Linked DNA regions of Mus musculus: all the other regions are linked to region 3. A link is a contact called in public promoter capture Hi-C data. All regions are on one chromosome and are shown on one strand. Each heading gives the region's core, a stretch centred on a gene start, on an enhancer-like site or on the middle of the called end of the contact. The rest is flanking DNA. Distances are from core to core; before and after follow the strand shown. Region 1 overlaps Inpp5f (inositol polyphosphate-5-phosphatase F). Region 2 overlaps Inpp5f (inositol polyphosphate-5-phosphatase F). Region 3 holds the start of Rgs10 (regulator of G-protein signalling 10).

The links. Promoter capture Hi-C pulls out the DNA fragments that hold promoters and counts their contacts.
Region 1: a contact with region 3 is called in a promoter capture Hi-C map of embryonic stem cells, with 34 read pairs. The contact joins the enhancer-like site here to the promoter of Rgs10 in region 3. A contact is called at or near these places in 11 of 39 promoter capture datasets (the C10 cell line, the HPC-7 cell line, HPC-7-derived erythroid cells and 8 more), 3 of 484 Hi-C or Micro-C datasets (bone marrow-derived macrophages, common lymphoid progenitors and embryonic stem cells), 10 of 115 datasets of contacts at active chromatin or transcription factors (T-cell acute lymphoblastic leukemia, bone marrow-derived macrophages, embryonic basal ganglia and 5 more) and 3 of 9 other capture datasets (adipose tissue, liver and pancreatic islet).
Region 2: a contact with region 3 is called in a promoter capture Hi-C map of the HPC-7 cell line. The contact joins the enhancer-like site here to the promoter of Rgs10 in region 3. A contact is called at or near these places in 11 of 39 promoter capture datasets (the 3T3-L1 cell line, the C10 cell line, the HPC-7 cell line and 6 more), 2 of 484 Hi-C or Micro-C datasets (bone marrow-derived macrophages and nephron progenitors), 11 of 115 datasets of contacts at active chromatin or transcription factors (the 230-238 cell line, CD8 T cells, bone marrow-derived macrophages and 7 more) and 3 of 9 other capture datasets (adipose tissue, liver and macrophages).

The regions. Positions count from the first base shown.
Region 1 is chr7:128,671,142-128,673,992 of GRCm38.p6, reverse strand. The region is part of intron 9 of Inpp5f (inositol polyphosphate-5-phosphatase F); the gene reads right to left. Among named protein-coding and RNA genes, the nearest start is that of Inpp5f, 61 kb to the right of the region's middle. Within about 2 kb of position 1,357, at least 186 of the 459 cell types and tissues checked have an H3K27ac peak or open chromatin away from gene starts, as enhancers often do. A contact at or near this core is called in the HPC-7 cell line, bone marrow-derived macrophages, embryonic basal ganglia and 6 more, where this site is marked.
Region 2 is chr7:128,630,018-128,632,717 of GRCm38.p6, reverse strand. All of the region lies in intron 1 of Inpp5f (inositol polyphosphate-5-phosphatase F), which reads right to left. Among named protein-coding and RNA genes, the nearest start is that of Inpp5f, 20 kb to the right of the region's middle. Within about 2 kb of position 1,392, at least 7 of the 459 cell types and tissues checked have an H3K27ac peak or open chromatin away from gene starts, as enhancers often do. A contact at or near this core is called in the HPC-7 cell line, where this site is marked.
Region 3 is chr7:128,416,777-128,419,476 of GRCm38.p6, reverse strand. Rgs10 (regulator of G-protein signalling 10) reads left to right here and starts at 1,305. Exons shown (of 5, transcript NM_026418.2): 1 at 1,305-1,411. The coding sequence starts at 1,363.

The sequences.
Region 1 (2,851 bases), core at 108-2,607, 250 kb before region 3:
TACCATAAACAGAGTAAGAAAAAACTGGGTACAAAAGACCCCAGTGAGCAAGATGCTACAGTCCCTACTAACAGTAAATTGCAAATGTCAGGATATAAAAGAGGTTTTAACCTACTGACGGGTAAATTTAAATAACTGAACAGAGTCAGCATTGGTGAACATGAAAAACAACAGCGGGGTCCCATTGCTACTGAGAATAGAAGCTGTGTGATCCCTTAAAAACGGTTTCTAATTTCCTGCTGCTTGTGTTGGGTGGGCAGGGCAAGTCTGAGGATTTTCAGTGCTTCTGGTGCAGTATCTCTGAATGCTAAATATCAACTTTAAGTGTATATGCTGTTTAATTCAACAAGTTTGCCTTCACAAATTCATTCTGCAAAAACAAGTTCCCTAATTCTTAGACTTTTAAAATTGTCTTTACTCTCGGTGGGGGGCACATGTATAAGCATGTGCAGGGGGCAGAGTTAGAGAACTTTATGGCGTCTGCTCTCACGCCCCGCCCCCTTACGTGGGTGCCAGGGATGAAAATGTACACATGGGTGATAAGGCTTGCCCATCAAGTGCTTGACCTGATGGGCCATCTTGCCAGCTCTTCACTTTGGATTATTTTGTTTTTGAGGCAGGGTCACACTATGTAGCCCTGGCTGTCCTGGAACTTGGTATGTAAGCCAGGTCAGCCTCAAACTCACTTTGTGCTGGACTAAAGGTGTGCACCATTATAACCAATTTGTTTTTTCAAACTGAGTTCTTATATAGCCCAGGCCTTGAATTTACTGGATAGCCTAGGCTGGACTAATCCCCTTTACAACCTCTATAGTCTCCTCCTGAGTGCTGGGATTATAGATACACACCATCATTCCCAATTTAGAACTTTTCCTTTTTTCTGCCAGCCTTTGCCTCCGGAGGTGTTGGGATTAAAGGCATGTGCCACCACTGCCTAACCTAAGAATTCTGGGGAAAAGACTAACAGCCAGAGACTTCACTGCAGAACAGTATGTGCACTGCCAGCTCTTTGTGACTTCAGCCCATGGTGAATGTGCGGGTGTCAGGTGACCTTGCTACAAACAATAGATTGCTAACTCAAATCTCAAGGCAAGCCTGGAAGCCGCAAGGCTGAGTGCAGTGACTTCAGTAAACCACTGAGGACTCGGGTTCTTTCTGCCTTTCCCTCTGCCATTCCCTCATTGCTTCCCCAGCAGCACACTGGATAAACGCCCGACTGCTTCATTCACCATCTTGAGACAGATGCAAAAGTCCCTAACATCAAATCCTGACAAAGCAGCCTCAGGGGCACTGTGGGTTCCGGTATATCTTTTATTAGAGCAGGAAGCTTTTCCCACATCAGACCTTCTGTCAAACAGCTCCAGCCTAAACCAATTATGAGCTAGCGCAATGCAGCCACACGGATGAGTCACCCTGACCGTGGGCCCCTCATCGCAGAAAGCAATTACCCAGGAGAAGGACACAGATAACACAGATAAATGAACACTGCCAGGCTCCTGCTGGAGGCCAGGAGGTGTCTGCTCAGCGCCCGCCTCTAGATATTGACGTGCGTCAACGGGGAGCAGGGACAAGTGTGGGAAGAGGTTATTTCCTGGCGTGCACACCTCAGTATTGCTCCTTTTAACAATTTGTGTTGCATTTAAATATGGCTTATTCTTTCTAATGCTACTTACAATTAGGAATATCAATAATGCATGAATCAACACGAATCAACACATTATTAAGGAACTCAATGCAGAATAAGACCAAATCATTCCTGACCACATCCAGTCCTTCATGCCGCCCTCAGCAGCCGCTGGCTCTGATGCTGCAGTGAGGCTCTTGCATAAGCACCCGTGACTGAGCACACTTGGAGTCCTGTTTGCCGATTTAAGTGCTAATTGCTCTGCATCCTTTCCCAGACTTGACGCTTCTCAGCGGTTCCCCTCAGCTCCCCAGTGTGTGAGTCATGGCTTTAATTTGCATTTCCCTGATGATTAATGAGATGACGCACCTTCTCTGATGGATTTGACTTTATAAAATATCCTTGTACATAAAATCCTGTTACATTATTCTGTCCAGTTTTTTTTGTATTGTACATCCTTTTTAATGGGTTTAGAAGACATTTAAATGTGCTGCGAGATAACAGACCAAATCTTAACTATTAAAGATTTATTTTATGTGTGTTTTGCCTACATGTACCTGTGTGTACCATGTGTGTGCCTGCTGCCCTCAGAGCTCAAAAGGAGGTGTCAGATTCCCCGGAAGTGGACTTACTCATGGTTGTGAGCCACCATATGTATTCTAGGGTTGGAACCTGGGTCCTCTACAAGAGCTCTTAACTCTCCAGCCTCCCCTAATCTCTGAATTACCTTTCATTCTCTTCATAATGCCTTTTTAAAAAGTATTTATTTTATGCATGCGTTTCAATTGTGCATAACCAGAAATAACAAATAGTAAAAAATCGTAAAGTAAAAATCAAGTTAGTCCCTTTCCATTATGGTTAGCGTTGTTGTTTTGTACATGTATGTATCTTTGTGTGGTGAATACACAGCATAGCACATGTGCAGAGGTCAGAGGTCAACCTTAGATGTAGGCCTTTGTCTTCCATCCTGTTTGGGGCAGTGTCTGTATTGGTTACAGCAAGCTGGCCTACAGAGCTCTAGGATTCTCCTTTCTCCACGTCCAAGCTCTCCTTAAGAGCCCTGAGATTACACATTCAGGGCCTCGAACTCACAGAGATCCTCCTGCCCCTGGCTCAGAGTGCTGGGACTGAAGACACATGTCATGTCACCTCTTCTCTTCTCTTCTCTTCTCTTCTCTTCTCTTCTCTTCTCTTCTCTTCTCTTCTCTTCTCTTCTCTTCTCTTCTC
Region 2 (2,700 bases), core at 143-2,642, 210 kb before region 3:
CTTTCCCTGCAAACCGTATATATGATGTATGTATGATAAAATAAACTTGCTGAGATAAGACAAAGTTTATATGAGACCTCCTGGGCCTCAACTTTCCCATCTTCTCTGTTTTCTGATCTCCTGGTCTGTTCAGAACCTACCAGTGAAGAACAGCCAGGACCTGAGTGCAGGTCGATGGTGCGACGGTTAGGAGCACTTGTGACTCTTACAAAGGATGATCAGTTCCCAGAACCCTCAAGATGACTGGAACTCCAGTTCCAGGGCATCTGACACCCTCTTCTGACCTCCACGGCACTGCACATGGAGTACACTTACTAACATACATGCAAGCAAAAGACTTAACACATAAAATATAAATAGATCTTATAAAAAATCTTTTTTAAAGAAATAGAACATCCTGGCATAATTTTCCATTTAAGGAAGTACTTTTTCACATAAATCTTTAATTAAGATTTTTTCTATTATAAAAATACTGTGATAAATGATGAATTTTATGCAAATATTTTATTTGTCTCCATCCTTAATAGCATTAAGATAGATTCCTAGAAATGAAAGTAGTAGTCACAACATTAAAAAAAAATAAGGCTCTCAAGCATTACCAAATTACTTCTATTAAATGTTATGTCACATTGATTTCTGCCAAAAGCATATTTAAAAGTTTACTTTAAAGTTTACTTATATATAATTTTCCTGCATATAGGTATAATATATATATATATATATGTACATATATTTACATATATATGCAGGTAAACTTAAAAACACACACACAGGATCTCTCTCTAGGTAGTCCTTGCTGTCCTGGAGCTCACTATATACCTAGGCTACTTTGAACTCAGAGAGATCCACCTGCCTCTGCTTTCCAAATACTGAGATTAAATTAAAAGTATGCAGCCCTACTACACCTGGCCTAAAATTTACCAGGATCTTTTAATCTCTTAATTTAATGGCATCCATTACCTAGAAATAGGCTATTTTCTATTTAACTATAAAAGTAGCTGCTTTCCTCCTTCTACACCGATCTCCTCGTGTATGCCATCCCCCTGCTTTGGCCTTCTTGTTTGTATCTTTAATTTCCCTGTGAGACTAAAACAGGAGGGGCTGGAGAAACAGCTCAGTGGTTAAGAGCACTGACTACTCTTCCAAAGGTCCTGAGTTCAGTGCCCAGCAACCACATGATGGCTCACAACTATCTGTAATGGGATCTTTTCTGGTGTGTCTGAAGACAGCAGTAGGACAGTGTACTCACATACATAAACAAAATAAATAAATCTTTAAAAAACAGAAAAAATAGACCTGCAGGTTGAGAGTTCTGCTTACAATTAAGAATAAGCTCCTGTTTTTCCTAGGTTTGTTTGACCCATCTGATGGGATGTGCTTGATCACATGTGGGTGGGAGGTACATGGGCAGGAAATGCATCAGGATGTATGCTTGTCCCTAACTGGAACTAATAGAAAATATGAATGATCGGTTTTGCCTTGTTACGCCCCTACAAAACATGACTTGTGGCCATTTTCTGGACATGACTAGAGTCAATCTTGGTGAGTATTTAATTAAAACTAGCTTTAAATTGTAAACGGGTCTTATTCTTGACCAATGGGATTAACACTAGCAAATGTGAAGCCCTAGAGTAGATTTCTTATTGACCTATGAATCCTTTGTGTACTTAGGACTTTAAATCTTTGACTTCTTTGCAGATGCTGTGTTTTTATCTTTTATACAAATCTATCTCAAAGCTTAAAAAAGCCTTCCTTGCCTAGCATCAATTGTGGCTTAACTGCTTTTATCTCTGTTACTTTTAAATGCTTTACTCTAACCTTTACTCCAGTGACCAGTCTGTCAAGCCTGTATCAGACATGGCAAGTCTCACATCTGCCAGCACAGATGTTCCTGCTGAAGAAGGAGCACCAGCTTCCTTAACCCTGACACTCTGACCTCCAGAGGTCACAACTGTAACAGCTTCATAGAAAGGAAAAGAGGGACTATTGAAGATGTGCTCTGGAATCTGTCCCATTGTTAGGGAAAGACTTATCAAATACCTGCAAGGATTCAAGCTCAGAAGATACAGAACTAAAGAAGCAAGGTGGGGATTATCATTCAAAGGTATGCTTGCTCTAAGTCCAGATAGGGGCAGGAGAAATGACTAGGCAGTGAGTGATTGCTGATCAATCATGAAGTCTACAGTTTGAATCCCAGGACCCACATAACAAGCTGGGTGTCCAGCCCCCAATTTGGGGGTGAAGGTGGAGACACAAGGATCTTTAGGGTTTGCTAGCTCCTAGCCTAGCTAAGAAAACATAGCCCCGGGTTCAGGGAGAGACCCTGACTCAATGGAATAGGTCAACCAAAAAAGAAGACTATACAAAAGTCTCCTTCCTGGTCTCTGTATGTGCACAGATACAAGCAGCCAACCTCCCACTTCACTATTCCCCACACAAGCACACATACACTGTAGAGAGAATCTATTAATAAGCATCACCTGTCAATAAAAAAAGCTTATGGCCAATGAGCTGAGGCAGAAAATAGGAGGTGGGACATTCAGCAGAAATAAAGAGAATTCTGGGAAATAATCAGAAGCATGGGAGATTCACCACAAACACTGAGGAGATGGACATAAACCAGCAAGTAGCTGAACTCAGGTTAGAATAAATAGATTGGCCCAGGAACTCTGAGGAGACAGACATAAGAAGACAAGGAGA
Region 3 (2,700 bases), core at 56-2,555:
AACTCAAAGAATCTTCCTGCTTCTGCCTCCGGAGTGCTGGGGTTGCTGGGATTAAAGGAGAGCACCATTATGTCTGTGTCTGTGTCGGTTTAGGCTCAGCTTTTACAGAGCCTATGACCCAAGAGCTATTTCAATGGCCAGGAAGCTTGGGGGGGGGGCGGGCGGCAATAGCAGCTGGAGACATTCAGAAACCCCGGCTTGGAAGCCACACTGATGGTGCTCACCTGCAAGCCGCAGCTGAAGACCTCTGCAGCCTTCAGGGGACGGAACATCCTCTTTGGATAGCACAAATGGCCGTGTTTGGAAATGATGGAGTGGGGAAGGGTAGGCAGAGAGATGGTGAATAACCACAGAGGGCCAGGGCTGAGGTGGCGTTGGGACTGCAGGGTGGACAAAAAGGGAGGAAAATAGAGCAAAATGGGAAGCTCAGAATAGAAGATATAAAGGAAAGTGCCAACTAGTGAAAATCCTGCGAAAGAACGCGCGCGGGGGGTTGGGGGGGCGACTGGGGAATGGTTTAGAAAAATAGCAATTAGCACAGCTAAAAATAAAGACCAATTTCGAGACAAAGCCAGACCCACAAGGAGAAAAATAAAACTCGCCAGAAAGACAATTCCTTGCAAACCGAATGCTCAAGAAAATGGGGCTAACGACACCCCCCTCTTGGGCTGTTTGGTAAAAAGAAATGGGAAACTAGATGAGCGTGGAGCGCGGCGCTGAGCAGGTGACTGGCACCAGGAGGAGCGTTGAGCCCGGCGCTGGGATCTACAGGATTCCGGTAGTTGAGCGCAAAGGTTCTCCTGAGACTGCACCCAAGTGTCGTCCAAGTTAAAAAATGTGCTGGCGCGCTCAGATCCACTCTGAAACCGCAGAGGCTCCAGACAGCGTTCTCCGAGGTTTGTCCCGGGGCTTGGAAGCCCCGGCACAGGCGTGGCGTGGGCCAGAGTGGGCGCCCACTCGCGGCGGCTTGGCTCGGGACTCTGGTGACGCCTCCCGGGCATTCGCGGCGTGAGCAGGCCGCGCGCCCACGGAATCGGGTAGACCCGGGGGCGATCTGGGAGGTGACTCGGGCCTGGCAGGGACACCGAACGCTGTATGTCTCCAGGCCGCGAGGGGAGGGACCGGGATGTGCGCGGGAGCTGAGGGTCACCCGGGGCCACCGCGCCCTGCCCTGCGCGGGTAACTGAGGGCTGGACCCAGTGCCCACGGGCGCGGGTGGGCAGGGAGAGGGGAGCGCGGCGGGGAGGAGGCGGCGGGCGGAGCCTGGAGGGGCGGCGTCGCGCGGGCTCCTCCTCCTCCTTGCCCTCTTCGGGCTTAGCCGCCGCGCTGCCCGGCTGCTCCGTCCTCTGGACGCCCGCGGCGATGTTCACCCGCGCCGTGAGCCGACTGAGCAGGAAGCGGCCGCCGTCTGGTAAGCGGTTGCGGGCGCTTGGGCGCGGGAAGGACGGGGTCGCCGGGTCCCCTGGCGCGGCTCGCTGTGCCGCCCGGACAGCAGCCGCGCTCCTCCCCGCTCGCTCTGTCCCAGCCGCGGCGGGAGCGCAGAGCCGGGGAGCCGCCCGGGGAGGAAGTTGGGCTTGAAGCGGGAGTCAGAGCAGCTTTCTTTCTAGAGAAGGTCTGGGAACCACGGGAGACACATTAACAGCCCCTCACTCCGAGGCAGCGTGGGAAGCCAGGCTTCCCTCCTGCGTGCAGCCTCTTTCTCGGGCGGAATGGGAAGGATGCTCCGCCGGACCTCTGCATCCCCGGAGTGGCCGGCCCCGCGGCGCCAAAAAAAGTGGAGTCCCAAGGTGGCTGCACACCAGGGCGGGGGAGGAACTTGTGTGACACGGCGGGGGAGTCACTTTGTTTTTCCCCCTGAACCTGCCTGACCCACAGTTTGGGGCAACTTGGCAAGACAAAGAACCCACGGTGCAGAAATGGTGATTTGAATCGTGCCATCCTTTTTGTTCTTAATAACACCTAACACTCTTTGATGGCTTAGGTTGTGGCCAGGAGCTGTGTTGACACCTTGTGTGCTTTCTCTTGTCTTCACCATTAGAGCAGCCGCGTCGGAGGGGTGGGGCTCTAAAGCCAGGGTGTTGGGTAACCTGCTCTACTCTTAGCTGATGGATTTTTTTAAACGTAGGTTTATTTGCTTGACTCTGGGTTCGGGGTTCAAAGGCTTGCTTTTCTGTCGCCCAGAGATTCACTACGCTTTAGCCGGTTTCCTCTTTTCACGTAAATATCAAACGTGGTTAAGCGGCTGCAATCAGACATAGACCCAATCCCTTGGCCACCACTCGACAGCTGTGCAACTTCTTTGTGACTGGGGATGTGCAAAGGGTAGCTTTAAGTGCTTAATTGGAGACTCCCCCCCCCCCATCAGCCACATGCAAATCATTTCATTAATTATTTAAGACAACCCCACTAAAGTCAGATTCCATAGAGTTATTGTAAAGAGTTTGCACTGTTGTCTTAATATGCGTTGAAATGCTCCATTAGTGTTCCCGAGTGGTCACATTCCCTTGTGATGCTGATGGCTGACACTGAGTGGTGGTCAGATTCTAGGCACCGGAGTTAAACTCCAACCTTGACTCTGCCACTCCGCCACACTGAATAATGAATGTCCTTGGACCTTTCTGTGCCGCAGAGCTGTGCTGGTGCTGGCTCAGTGTAGCTTGCAAGAACCAATTGCTAAATGTTCAGGGCATCTGGGAACTG